2 separate regions of the Mus musculus genome follow, and region 1 is linked to region 2. The links are chromatin contacts, called in public HiChIP or PLAC-seq maps. All regions are on one chromosome and are shown on one strand. Each heading gives the region's core, a stretch centred on a gene start, on an enhancer-like site or on the middle of the called end of the contact. The rest is flanking DNA. Distances are from core to core; before and after follow the strand shown.

What was found. HiChIP or PLAC-seq counts read pairs in DNA pulled down with a chosen protein or histone mark.
Region 1: an H3K4me3 HiChIP or PLAC-seq map of bone marrow-derived macrophages shows a contact between it and region 2, with 2.4 times the contacts expected there. The contact joins the promoter of Erp29 here to the enhancer-like site in region 2. A contact is called at or near these places in 5 of 39 promoter capture datasets (the 3T3-L1 cell line, the HPC-7 cell line, fetal liver and 1 more), 3 of 115 datasets of contacts at active chromatin or transcription factors (the SCID.adh cell line, bone marrow-derived macrophages and embryonic forebrain) and 3 of 9 other capture datasets (adipose tissue, liver and pancreatic islet).

The regions. Positions count from the first base shown.
Region 1 is chr5:121,449,677-121,455,722 of GRCm38.p6, forward strand. Erp29 (endoplasmic reticulum protein 29) reads right to left here and starts at 2,798. Exons shown (of 3, transcript NM_026129.2): 1 at 2,515-2,798. The coding sequence starts at 2,664. It also overlaps a transcript of Tmem116 not described here.
Region 2 is chr5:121,325,353-121,331,194 of GRCm38.p6, forward strand. It overlaps Hectd4 (HECT domain E3 ubiquitin protein ligase 4), which reads left to right. Exons shown (of 76, transcript NM_181421.4): 46 at 2,733-2,894; 47 at 3,011-3,159; 48 at 3,713-3,792; 49 at 4,106-4,269. Among named protein-coding and RNA genes, the nearest start is that of Gm24671, 29 kb to the right of the region's middle. Within about 2 kb of position 4,164, at least 84 of the 459 cell types and tissues checked have an H3K27ac peak or open chromatin away from gene starts, as enhancers often do. A contact at or near this core is called in bone marrow-derived macrophages and pancreatic islet, where this site is marked.

The sequences.
Region 1 (6,046 bases), core at 1,548-4,047, 120 kb after region 2:
TGAGGTCAGAGGATAATTTGTGGGAGTCTGTTCTTTCCCCTGACCACGTAGGTCCAGAGGATTGAACTCTGGCCACCAGGCTTGGTGGAAGCTTGCTGAGCCATCTCACGGGCCCTTCAATGGCTTTAAGACAAGGTCATTAAGTTTCCTAGATTGGCCTTGAACTTTTGACCTTTCTGTCTCTCCCTCCCCAGTGTGACACTATGACTGGCTGAAATTCTGTATTCACTGAAAAAAGAATCTGCTAAGAGCGCATCATGCCCCAGACACCATTCTAAATGGACACAGCAGTGACCAACACTGGGCCTCTCTGATGGAGCCTTCTAGTGATGGTCGGAAAGAGCCATGAGGAAATAGTTTTCTTTTTTAAGTTGGAGATCACTGAAAGGCGAGGCATGTAACAAGATTCCTGGACAAAACACCAGGAGGCGCCCTTTGTCTTTTAAGAGAACAGTCAGAATGAGGAACTGAGAACACAGAAGGGGACTCTAAAGGCGCCTGTGTTGAGGGGTTGGACAGGGCTGTTTTGGAAAGGGTTGCTGTTAGGACCCCCCCTATACCTGTTAAGACACCTGTTCACTCATGGGAACGCAACTCATCTGGTATGCTGTGTAGAGAGTCAGAAAAATACATCAGGTACTTCAGGGCATTGGTGGCACACGCCTTCAAACCCAGCACTAGGGAGAGTGGCAGAGGCAGGCAGATCTCTCTGAGTTCGAGGCCCGTCTGCTCTACAGAGCTAGTTCCAGGACAGCCAAAGTTACAAAGAAAAGCCCTGTTTAAAAAAAAAAACAAAAACAAAAACAAAAAAATAAAAATCATATCAGGTACTTCATAAACATGTCATCGTCTATGAAATATGAATGAGAAGCTGAAAACGGCAAGGAGTGCCCTCACGGGTACCAACAGGTCAATCTGGGCAACTGAGAAAGCGAGGGGACAAGAGAAGTTAACATTTAACCTAAGACAGAGCCACGAGAAGTAACCTATTCCAAAGATGGCAAAGAATGTTCCAGTCACAAGGAACGGCCACTGCGGATGGACTAACAGCTGTGAGCTAGGGGCAGTCAGAGAGAAGGCTTGTGTTGCCTGGAGACGATTGGAAAAGGGGGCAAATGACTAGGAAATGAGATGGAATAAGGGTCGTTCCTTGCTTGCTACTATATTAAGTAGAATCTCATGGTGCTGCCTGGTGGCCTGTGGGGTTAAGGGGGGGAGGGAGATGACACCCTCAGGGCAGATCCTTAAAGATGGAGAAGCAGGGAGCTGGTGAGAAGGCTCAGTGGTTAAGAGTGCCAACTGCTCTTCTGAAGGTCCTGAGTTCAAATCCCAGCAACCAAACAGTGGCTCACAACCATCCGTAACAAAATCTGATGCCCTCTTCTGAAGTGTCTGAAGACAGCTACAGTGTACTTACATATAATAAATAAATCTTTAAAAAAAAAAGATGGAGAAGCAGCAACTGACTAAACCCATGGTGCAAAATGTCCTTTTTATTCACACTTGGACTGTGGTATTACTAGGTTGCTATATAGGTTGGATGGATGACTAATAAGATGCTTAATTTTTTTTAATTAAAAAAAAATACAAACTTGAATGGGTTACACGTGTGTGGGGGGGGGGGTTCCTAACAGCAACCCTTTCCAAAACAGCCCTGTCCAACCCCTCAACACAGGCGCCTTTAGAGTCCCCTTCTGCGTTCTCAGTTCCTCATTCTGACACAATAAGAAAATGACCAAGTCTCTCCGCGCTAAGCCCAATAGAGGAACTAAGAAGATTCTGGTAACTAGAGACATGCACGAAGAACTGAGTCCAGAGGCCACTGCACTCAGCCTGCAACATTTCCACCGTCCATTTGCTCAGTCTTCGAAACCAATTTTTGTTTTAAAATAAATAAAATTGCTGAGGGTAGTGTAGTTTCTTACATGCCTTGACCGGGTTTTGTTCATTTCGTACTCCACTCCCCCAAGATGCTCTCTACAGGTGGGAGCCCTGCAATCTTTTTAACCCTTGCACTTTGTAGGGGGGCCGTGTGCGGTCTGAACCCGGTTTGCACATGGCCAAGAACGCTACAATCCATCCTCCGAGGAGCAGACTGGCATGCTAACCCAGTTCTCTCGGCCATCTCCACCCCATCCGAGAGCCTAGGAGCGTAGACCTCGCCCCGCCCTCCGGTCTTCCACTTGTGACTCGTGGATTGGATCTTTCCTATCATTGTCTTTTTCCCCAGTTGATAAAGGAAAAGGGACACTTGGTTCCCTTTGACTGCGCTTTGGTAGCTTTTTGTAAAAAAACAGATGTAGCGAGTACCGGGGTTGCAAGGATGCCGGGTGGTCAGGGTGCGCCCCTGCTCTGTCGACACTGGGCCTATAGGATGGTGGGGCGTGTAGGGATGGTCCCCAAGGACTGCCTGCTGCTGCCACCCCTCCGGGCCCAACGTCCCCGTGGGCTCGCGCTGCCACGGGCGTCTATCTGCACCTGCGCACGATCCCCGTCGCCCGCCGCCCTCATTACCTTGTAGAAAGTGACTGTGTCCAAGGGAAGGGCACCCTTCGTGTGTAGGCCGCTGCCGCCGTGCGGAGCAAAGAGGAGCAGCAGGCCCAGGAGCACGGACAGCAGTGGGGAGAGAGAAGCAGCGCCAGACACCCCGGCGGCGGCGGCCATCACGCCGGATGGTGGGAGCGGGAGAGACAGGCAAGCTACAGGCGGAGCGCTCCGAGTGGGCGGTCACGTCACGGGGAGGGCCGTCCTGCCGGCGGCGCGCATGAACGCAAGCGGCCACCGCCAGAGCGAGATGCTCCGGCCGCCTCCGGGGTGGAAGGGAGGGGCCGCGGAGGGGCGGGGCAGAGAGAGGGAGCGGCTGCGCATGCGTCGTAGGCGGAGCGGCGAGCGGGCGGGGTCGCGGGACGGGACGGGCCTGCCGCGCACGCGCACGCGCACGCGCACGCGCACTTGGCGACACTCGGCTAGGCCGTGTTCCGCTGCGTTCTCGCGGGAGGCGCCGCTTCGACCCTTCCCCTCGTTGCCCTCTCTCTCGCCTCGGAAGAAGACGTGGCGGCGTCCCTTCCTTCCCTGCGCTGGGCGGTCCTGCGGTCTCAAGAGACCCGCCGCCTCCCTCGGTTAGTCAGCTGTTTGTCACTGGTAGTCGCTGTCCTGCCCTTGTAGACCCCCGGTTGCAGCTCTGGTCAGGCCCGCGGGGACACTTAGGCAATGTGGCCTCCCATGTCGCAGGAGGTTGGGGAAAAGGCCTATTCGCCTTCGTGCTTTTTGGTCAAGTGTTGGTGGGTGGCACAGGCCTAATTTCAGCACGAGGCAGGGGGGTGACAAGACCAGGCTGGGCTGTCCCGTTTTCAAGGACTAGCTTATGGTACGTTCTGATTGTCTTCAGCACAGGGATAAAGGCTCGAAGGAATTCCTTATTGGAGACGACAGAGGGATCGTGGCCAGCAGGCTGTGTGAGCCAGCACAGGACATTCAATCCCAGTGCTAGCTGGGAAAACTGGCAGGCTGGTCTCTGAGTTGGAAGCCAAACCTCATCCATATACTGTGTTCCTGGAACTAGTACCTTCCACATCTAAGTTCCGTCCTTAGCACCCAAGGGGGAAAGCACAACTTTAATCACACCACTCCAAAGGCCAAGGGTGGCGAACCTGAGTTCAAGGCCAGCCTGGTCTACAGAGTGAGTTCTAGGCTATTCAAAGTCAACAAGGGTCTTCGAAAGACAGACACAAAACAGGCTGGGTGTGGACTACTTGCCAGTACTGGGGAGGCAAGGAGGATGCCCAAATTGGGGGGGCGGGGGGAAGGAAAAAGAGCGAATGATGAATGAAGATAGGTTGGTCAGTGGCCTATCCATGTATACAAATCTACATTCGCGTGCACACACACACACACACACACCTGTAGAATCATGAAAAAGCTAGACCATGTTGTGCTTTTTTTTTCCCTCTTTTTTTTATTACTGTTAAATCTCAAACCCTAGGTGAGACAAACGGCTGTGGTGACTAACATCAAAGTGGACCTGGCCATGAGGTTCTCCCAGAATCCCTCAGGGTATGACAGGCATGCCCTGCTCCCTACCCTAAACTTCTCCAGTCCAAGGGCTGGGCTGCCCTTCCTCCAGCCGCCTTTCCCTATAATAATCCAGCCATTTAAGCTATGGCAGTCTCTTGGTCAGTGTCTTGGCCCAGGCTGCCCCTCTTAACTGGGACTCTCCTCCCCTCTCTCCTCCCTTCCCCCTCTCTCCACATGGCTCATGGTCATGTTCACTCCGGACTGTGGTCTTCCTTTTTTAGCTACAATAAACTTCCTCCTCCATCATCCCTAGGAGCAGCCCTTCTATAAAAAGCACAGCTTATTACAGCTGCTGCCTTATGACCACCCCTCTAATAGACAGCTAGGTGCCCTGCATTTGACTGGCCGTACTGACCTTGACATCTAGCACAGACTGTGCAAGTATGATGCACCACTGGTCATTCTGCCGCAGTGTGACACGGCTATGTAGGTCCTTCTTTTTGACTTGTGTGTGTGGTATCCAGACTGCTATCCACCCAGTAAGTATTAAAATCTTTCCTCCCCATCTCGTGCCCTTTCCAAATCCCTGCAGAGGTATATCCCGCCTTTGAAGAACCTGTATTACGAGTCCGTCCTGCTCACGTGTGTCAGCACAGTATCTGGGAGATACTTGGTGAGCATGACTTTGAAAAGTAGGGAGCACTCATGAAGCAGTAGGAATCAGGATGTGGTACCGCACGCTGAGCACTGTGAACCTATGTAAAGGCAAACTCAGGAGCGGGGGCAAAATAAAGTCTCTCACTGACCTGAGGGGTTTACAGCCACCAGAGGCCTCCATTGGAGTGTTGCCAGATTTGTGTATGAAAACATTCCATAGAGATGAAGAAATGGCTGGGTGTGGCTTTAGTCCCAAGCCTTCCTGGGAAGGAGAGTGCCTGAGACCTGAGGAAACCTGAGGACTTTGGAATAAGCAATATCCTCGAAGTGGACTAAGTCGTGTGCCTCCAGTGCACTGTAATTGCATTTGGAGAGAGAATTACAGTAATTACAGAAATAGTTAAACCTAAATGAAATCCAACAGCGGGGGCCCAATCCAGTGGGCCTCGTGTCCCTTTATGAAAAAGAGATTACAACTGGACATGATGGCCAGCGCCTTTGATCCCAGCACTCAGGCGAAGGCAGGTGGGGCCCTGTAAGTGGGAAGCCAGCCTGGTCAACCTGGGTTGTATCGCTATAAAAATGAATGAATGAAGAGAATGCATCAGAAGGGAGAAGACTGAGGCTGAGGGCAGTGGGTAGCTCTCGCAGTATTTAAAGGAGGTGAGAGAAGTTCCTGGAAATTAGGAATGGCCTAGGGAGTAGGGTGGGAAGGGGAGTGGCGGGGATCTGGGAAGAGCTGGAGGAGGAAGGTAAATGTGCTCAAAATGTACAGGGCTCTCAAAGAACAAACAGTACTTGTTTTAAGAAGTGCCTCAAGCCGGGCATGGTGGCGCACGCCTTTAATCCCAGCACTCGGGAGGCAGAGGCAGGCAGATTTCTGAGTTCGAGGCCAGCCTGGTCTACAGAGTGAGTTCCAGGACAGCCAGGGCTACACAGAGAAACCCTGTCTCGAACCCCCCCCAAAAAAAAGTGCCTCGGTTGGGCCTGGGTGGAAGCTGAGTTGTAGGCCGTGTGTATAACGTTCCATCCTCAAGTGTGTCACTGAAGAAAAGTGCAATCAAGAAGCTTTGGCAGGAGGTCTGGACTTGGTGGCGTACCCCTTTAATCCCAGAACTCTTGAAGGCAGAGGCAGGCAGTGTGAGTTTAAGAACAGCCTGGTCAATAAAGCAAGTTTCAGGCGAGTGGAGTGCCACACAGTGAGACCCTGTCCATAGAAGAGACTTTGTAAGTCTTTGGTAGACAAATAGATTGAGATAGAAGTAAGAACCTTATGAGCTCACTCTGCTGGGTAGAACTGCTGCTCTCAGGCTGTGCAACACTCTGACCACACACTGAGGCTAAGTTCCAAGGAAAAATGACTCTACGACATGTT
Region 2 (5,842 bases), core at 2,914-5,413:
AGGGGTATGACGTTAGAAAGAGTACCTGGGGCTGCCTGTACTCTGAGTGGAGTTTCTGTCTAGAAGGAGCATGTGCAGACCTTTGGTAGCTGCACTGTCACCTTTGGGTGTCCAAGAATCCTGAACTGACATTCTGAATGTTGAAACATCATACTATGCAGCCGAATTTATTAATATCTTTGAAGTCTGAATAAATAAAAAGACAGCTTTAAGCAAAAGTTAGGGAACTGGAGAGATGGTAAAGTGTTTGGGCTTCCCAGCCCCGGGCATGGAGATGTACCCCTGTGACCCCAGTGCTGCGGCATCAGAAACAGCAGAACCCCTGGGGCTCCCTGGTCAGCAAGTCGAGCCAAATCAATGAAAGACTGTGTCTCACAAACAAAGTAACTGTGGTGGGGAGAGACACCCGGTGCTTCTATGTGGATGTATGTAAAACATACCACACTAAAAATGTTACATATGTGTATTAGACTGTAATACTCTAATAATCAGAGGGTGACTGAGTAATAGCAAATGTGAAAAAATTGCCACATTTTATGTTTGTAGCAGCTTTATTCACAATACTCAAAAGTGAAAACTGGCTCATCAACTATAGAATGAATTAGCAAAATAAGATAATATCCAAGCCCTGAATCATGACATAACCACATACAGGCCACCGCATGGTCCCGCAGGTTTCCAGATTTCACTTGTGTGTATAGAAAACCCAGAGAAGAAGCATTGGGTTGCTGTAACAGGCTGGAGGAGGAGAGAAGTGAGTGAGCGGCTAGACCTTGGCTTCTGCTGAGTGTGTGACTGCTTACAGCAAGGGAACACACACTCTAGACCAGAGTGTGGGGTGGCTGCTCAACTCCATGAGCATGTCAAGAGGCAGGCGTGAGCAGCTTGACATGGCAGACTGTATGTTACCAAGAGGCAGGCGTGTGCAGCTCGACCTGGCAGACTGTATGTGTGAGAGGCAGGGCTGTGCAGCTCGACCTGGCAGACGGTATGTGTGAGAGGCAGGCGTGTGCAGCTCGACCTGGCAGACTGTATGTGTGAGAGACATGTAAATAAATTAGTGCACATAATAAAGGCTGCACCAATGTCACTTGACATCTAGCCGTCTTTAGTTACCTGGTGAACACATTGAGGGGTGGTTTAAAAGGCAAATGGTTTCTTCCGTCCATTGTGTTTGTGTGTCGCATCCAGCTTTTTCTTCCCAGCAGAAGTGAATCCTATCAACAGCAGTGTCCACCACATGCTGTGCACACTGACTCTCAAGGCTGCAGTCAGGCTTGTGACCTGATGATGACCTGGCAGCCATATCCTTTGTTGGCTGCGATGCTTTGTGTAGGGTGTGTTGGAATTGGTGAGTGGAGAGAAACTATCTCATAGAAAAGCCTGACACTTGAGCAATAAAGTATTGGAGCATGAGGAGACAGGGAGACAGACAGCGACCCAATAAAAACGCTGTCACTCATGTCCTCAGATACAGCTCCTCCTTAAGCACTGAGCTAAGATGGTACTGTGCATCCGTGTGACTGGGTGAGGATGAGCATGACGAGAGAGAAATGTTGTTTAAAGAGAAAACCAAGATCACAGGGCCCCCAATGGAGGAGCTAGAGAAAGTACCCAAGGAGCTAAAGGGATCTGCAACCCTATAGGTGGAACAACATTATGAACTAACCAGTACCCCGGAGCTCTTGACTCTAGCTGCATATGTATCAAAAGATGGCCTAGTCGGCCATCACTGGAAAGAGAGGCCCATTGGACTTGCAAACTTTATATGCCCCAGTACAGGGGAACGCCAGGGCCAAAAAATGGGAGTGGGCGGGTAGGGGAGTGGGGGGGAGGGTATGGGGGACTTTTGGGATAGCATTGGAAATGTAAATAAGGAAAATACCTAATAAAAATAAAATAAAATAAAATAAAATAAAATAAAATAAAATAAAAAGAGAAAACCAAAGAGCAGCTTCAGGAGCCTGTGAAGTAGCCGTGGGAAGATGAGCAGCTGCGGCTCAGGGCTCACCTCGGTGGGGCGGGCACAAAGAAGCTTGCCCCACCTTCCTCCCTTCCCTTCCCTTCCCTCCCCTTCCCTTCCCTTCCCTTCCCTTCCCTTCCCTTCCCTTCCCTTCCCTTCCCTTCCCTTCCTTCTTTCTTTTTTCTTTTTAAAAATAAAAACAAAATCAAAAACAAGTTCTCATTGAGACTTTAGAAAACAAAACAAAACCATAAAGTGTTCATGCTAAGTGTGGTGGCGCATGCCTTTAATCCTGAGCATGCAGAAGGCAGAGGCAGGATGATCTCTGTGAATTCGAGGCCAGCCTAGTCTGCAGAGTGAGTTCCAGGATAGCCAGAGCTACACAGAGAAACCCTGTCTCGAAAAACCAAAACCAAAAACATAAAGCTTCTCTTAAGATTTATTTTTACTTTTTGTGTCTGGTGTCTCTCCTGCCATGTGCATGCAGTGTCTGAGACCAGAAAGCTCCCAGTGCTCTCGCCCCTGAGCCAGAAGACAGACTTGCATAATGTATGATGGTGATGCACAGGGAGGGTGTCATTGAATGAGACCCCATGAGTAGCAGGTGTAAGACTTTGGAGTCCATTCCCAGCATTATAACAAAAATGCAAAAGAGAAAAGAGAACCCAAATTTTGATCATATCAGATAGAAATTATTTTCTTCTCTGAGAGACTAATGAGATTTATCTGCTTTGTTGAGTGGAATCCTCCCTTTTGTCCCCAATTGCAGCCCAAAGAGATCACCTGGAGCCCTTCTCGAGTGTTCCCTCCAGTTCGTGCCTGCATGTTCTCATCTCACCTCACCTCTGTGACCTTCCTGGCTGACCCCAGCGCTGGAGGAGGTCTTCCCCGGGGCACATTCATCTATGCCACCTCGCCCTTGCCTGTTCAGGTGAGAAGGTTCCTGTCGACCTGCCTTTTCTCACACCTCTGACCGGAAAGACGCGGCAGGTGCTAGGCCTGGCCACCAGTTCCCTCTGACATCACCCTCTGCTGCCGTCTCTTCAGGCCCCATCTTTCTACTGGGAAATTGAGATTGTTTCCTATGGAGACACTGATGATGACACTGGACCAATCGTCTCATTTGGCTTCGCTACAGAAGCTGAGAAGCGAGATGGGGCATGGACCAATCCAGTGGGCACTTGCCTCTTCCACAAGTAAGGAAAAGTGCTGCCCAGCATGGGTGGGCTCGCCTTTATCCCAGCATTCAGGAGGTGGCCAATCGTTGTGAGTTTGAGGGCCACCTGGTCTGTTAGTAAGTTCCAGGCTAGCCAGGGCTGCATAGTGATACCCTTTCATGGATCAGGATTCCAGGGAGAGTGACTTCCCATAGGTGTTATGGGTATTCAGGGAACCAAAGTGGGGCTGTGTGACTGAGGAAATGTGGAGAGAAAGTGATATTTTTCTCTCTGGTGCTTGTGTTCCTCCCCATGGTTCCTTCCTTGTAGCCCTGCAGCAGGAGTGCGTCTTTCTTCTTTCCATTCCGTTCTGAATTCACATACCATGCTGCTGCTCTGCAGACTGGTGTCTGTTGAGCTGTTATCCTCAAGCAACAGCAGAGTAGCCTCAAGCCAAGTGTGGACCTTGCTAGTTGGAATGTTTGGGAAAGCATTGCTCTTGACTGCGGGGGTTCCTTCCTTGCTGGCCCCTGCCTTCTCTCCCTCCTTCCCTCCACGAGTCTCAGCCTTGACTTTCTTGTTCTCCTTTCAGCAATGGCCGAGCTGTACACTACAATGGCTCCAGTCTACTGCAGTGGAAGAGCGTCCGCTTAGATGTCACACTCTCTCCTGGTCAGTGCGGTGGGGCCTTCTTACCCTGCATGCTTCTGTGGGTGCCAGCCTTGGACCTAAATGGTTTAAAGTTAAATAAACTTAGCAATTGGAAATGGGTCATCTGTCATTGAGTAAAAAGTAAACACTTGCCCTTGTCGTCTGAGTTTTATACCACAGCTCTCATATTCTGAAGCCATTCCCTTAGAGCCTCTATCTTGTAACTCAGGGGACAGATGGGGCTGCTTTTGGCTCTCATCGCATAATTGCATATTAGAAGGTCACCTGATAGTAAACTGGGAAATAGTAAACTGTATCCTGCTTTCTGCTGTAGGCGATGTGGCAGGAATCGGCTGGGAGAGGACCGAGGGGACTCCACCTCCTCCAGGGCAGCCAGCCAAAGGTCGGGTGTACTTCACATACTGCGGGCAGCGCCTCACACCATACCTAGAAGATGTCTCTGGTGGCATGTGGCCTGTGGTTCACATTCAGAAAAAGGCAAGTCACATTGATAGGAGAGAAGAACAAATTGTTTTCAGAAATAAATCCTGACCAGAAAGGGAAAGAAAGGGCTTTGGTATAACTATTCCTGCACAGTGACGGGCACAGGCAGCCAGGGTGAGTGTGCTTCCTTCCTGGTGGACCCTGCAGGCTTGCATCTTCTGAGCTGTGTCCAGAGCTTGGTGTGGACTTGCGCTCAGCTCCCCTGAGCCATCCTTCCTTAACGAGGAAGGGAGCACTGCTGAAATGTCTGAAAATAGCTTGTAGTCACAGAGAATGGCAGATCCTCAGAGGGTTCTCTGGGGAAGACTCACAAGTTCAGCACTCCTCTTCCCCAGCACCCAACACAAACACAGTCACACACGCAGTCACACACACACCTACACTCATATGCTCACATACAAACATACATACATACATACATACATACATACATATATACAAACATATACACACAGTCTGTCTGTCTGTCTGTCTGTCTGTCTGTCTCTGTCTCTTAAACGCGTTCTCACGACCGGCCAGGAAGAACACAACAAACCAGAATCTTCTGTGGCAAAACTTTATTGCTTACATCTTCAGGAGCCAGGAGCGCAAGCCCCAAGCCCCAAAAACGAAAGCCCCCCCCCCCCCCCCCCGCTTACATCTTTAGGAGCCAGAGCGTCAGAGCGCCAGAGCGCAGAGCAAGAGAGAGAATGGCGGAAACCCCGTCCCCTTTAAGGAGAATTATCCTTCGCCTAGGACGCATCACTCCCTGATTGGCTGCAGCCCATGGCCGAGTTGACGTCACGGGAAAGGCAGAGTACATGTAGTGGAAAAATACCCTTGGCACATGCGCAGATTATTTGTTTACCACTTAGAACACAGGATGTCAGCGCCATCTTGTGACGGCGAATGTGGGGGCGGCTCCCAACATCTGTCTCTCTCTCTCTCTCTCTCTCTCTCTCTCTCTCTCACACACACACACACACACACACACACATACACACAGGCTGCTGTTGACTTTGAAGGAGCACCTAGGGAAGCCTGCTGCTCTGTCCGGCATTGTTACTGGTGACATGCTGCAGCCCCTCATCTTCATGCACTCCACAGTCCATAGCCAGATGCCCATCCTCATGAACTCAGCAGGAGTCAGCAGCAGGACACAGGTTCAAAGCAGAGAAAGCTGCTTCTCTGGGCTTCCTGTCTCAGGAGAAGGCATTTCTCTCCATGTCCCATGCTTTCATTCACTCAACAGATGTTTACCCAGCATCTGTGTGTGAGCAACATGTTGAACTTAGGCAGAGTACAAGGCATTGATGCTGTCTGTCTCTGTCACGCTGTAATCAATTGGAGCAACTAGACATTAGTCAGATAATCACAAGAACATGTGGGTGTAATCACAAAGTAATAAATCCTTAGAGTGAGGATCTAGTCTCTAAGTGCCAAGCATATCCCTGCCCTCTGCAGTCCTGGTGTGTAAGCTAAGCCTGGAGCTCTCCATTGTCTCAGTGGGAAGAGTGGGAAGAGTGTCCCAGGCGCAGAGAGAGGAGCAGCATGCAGTGCTGTTGGGTAGAGCACAGCCACTGGCCCG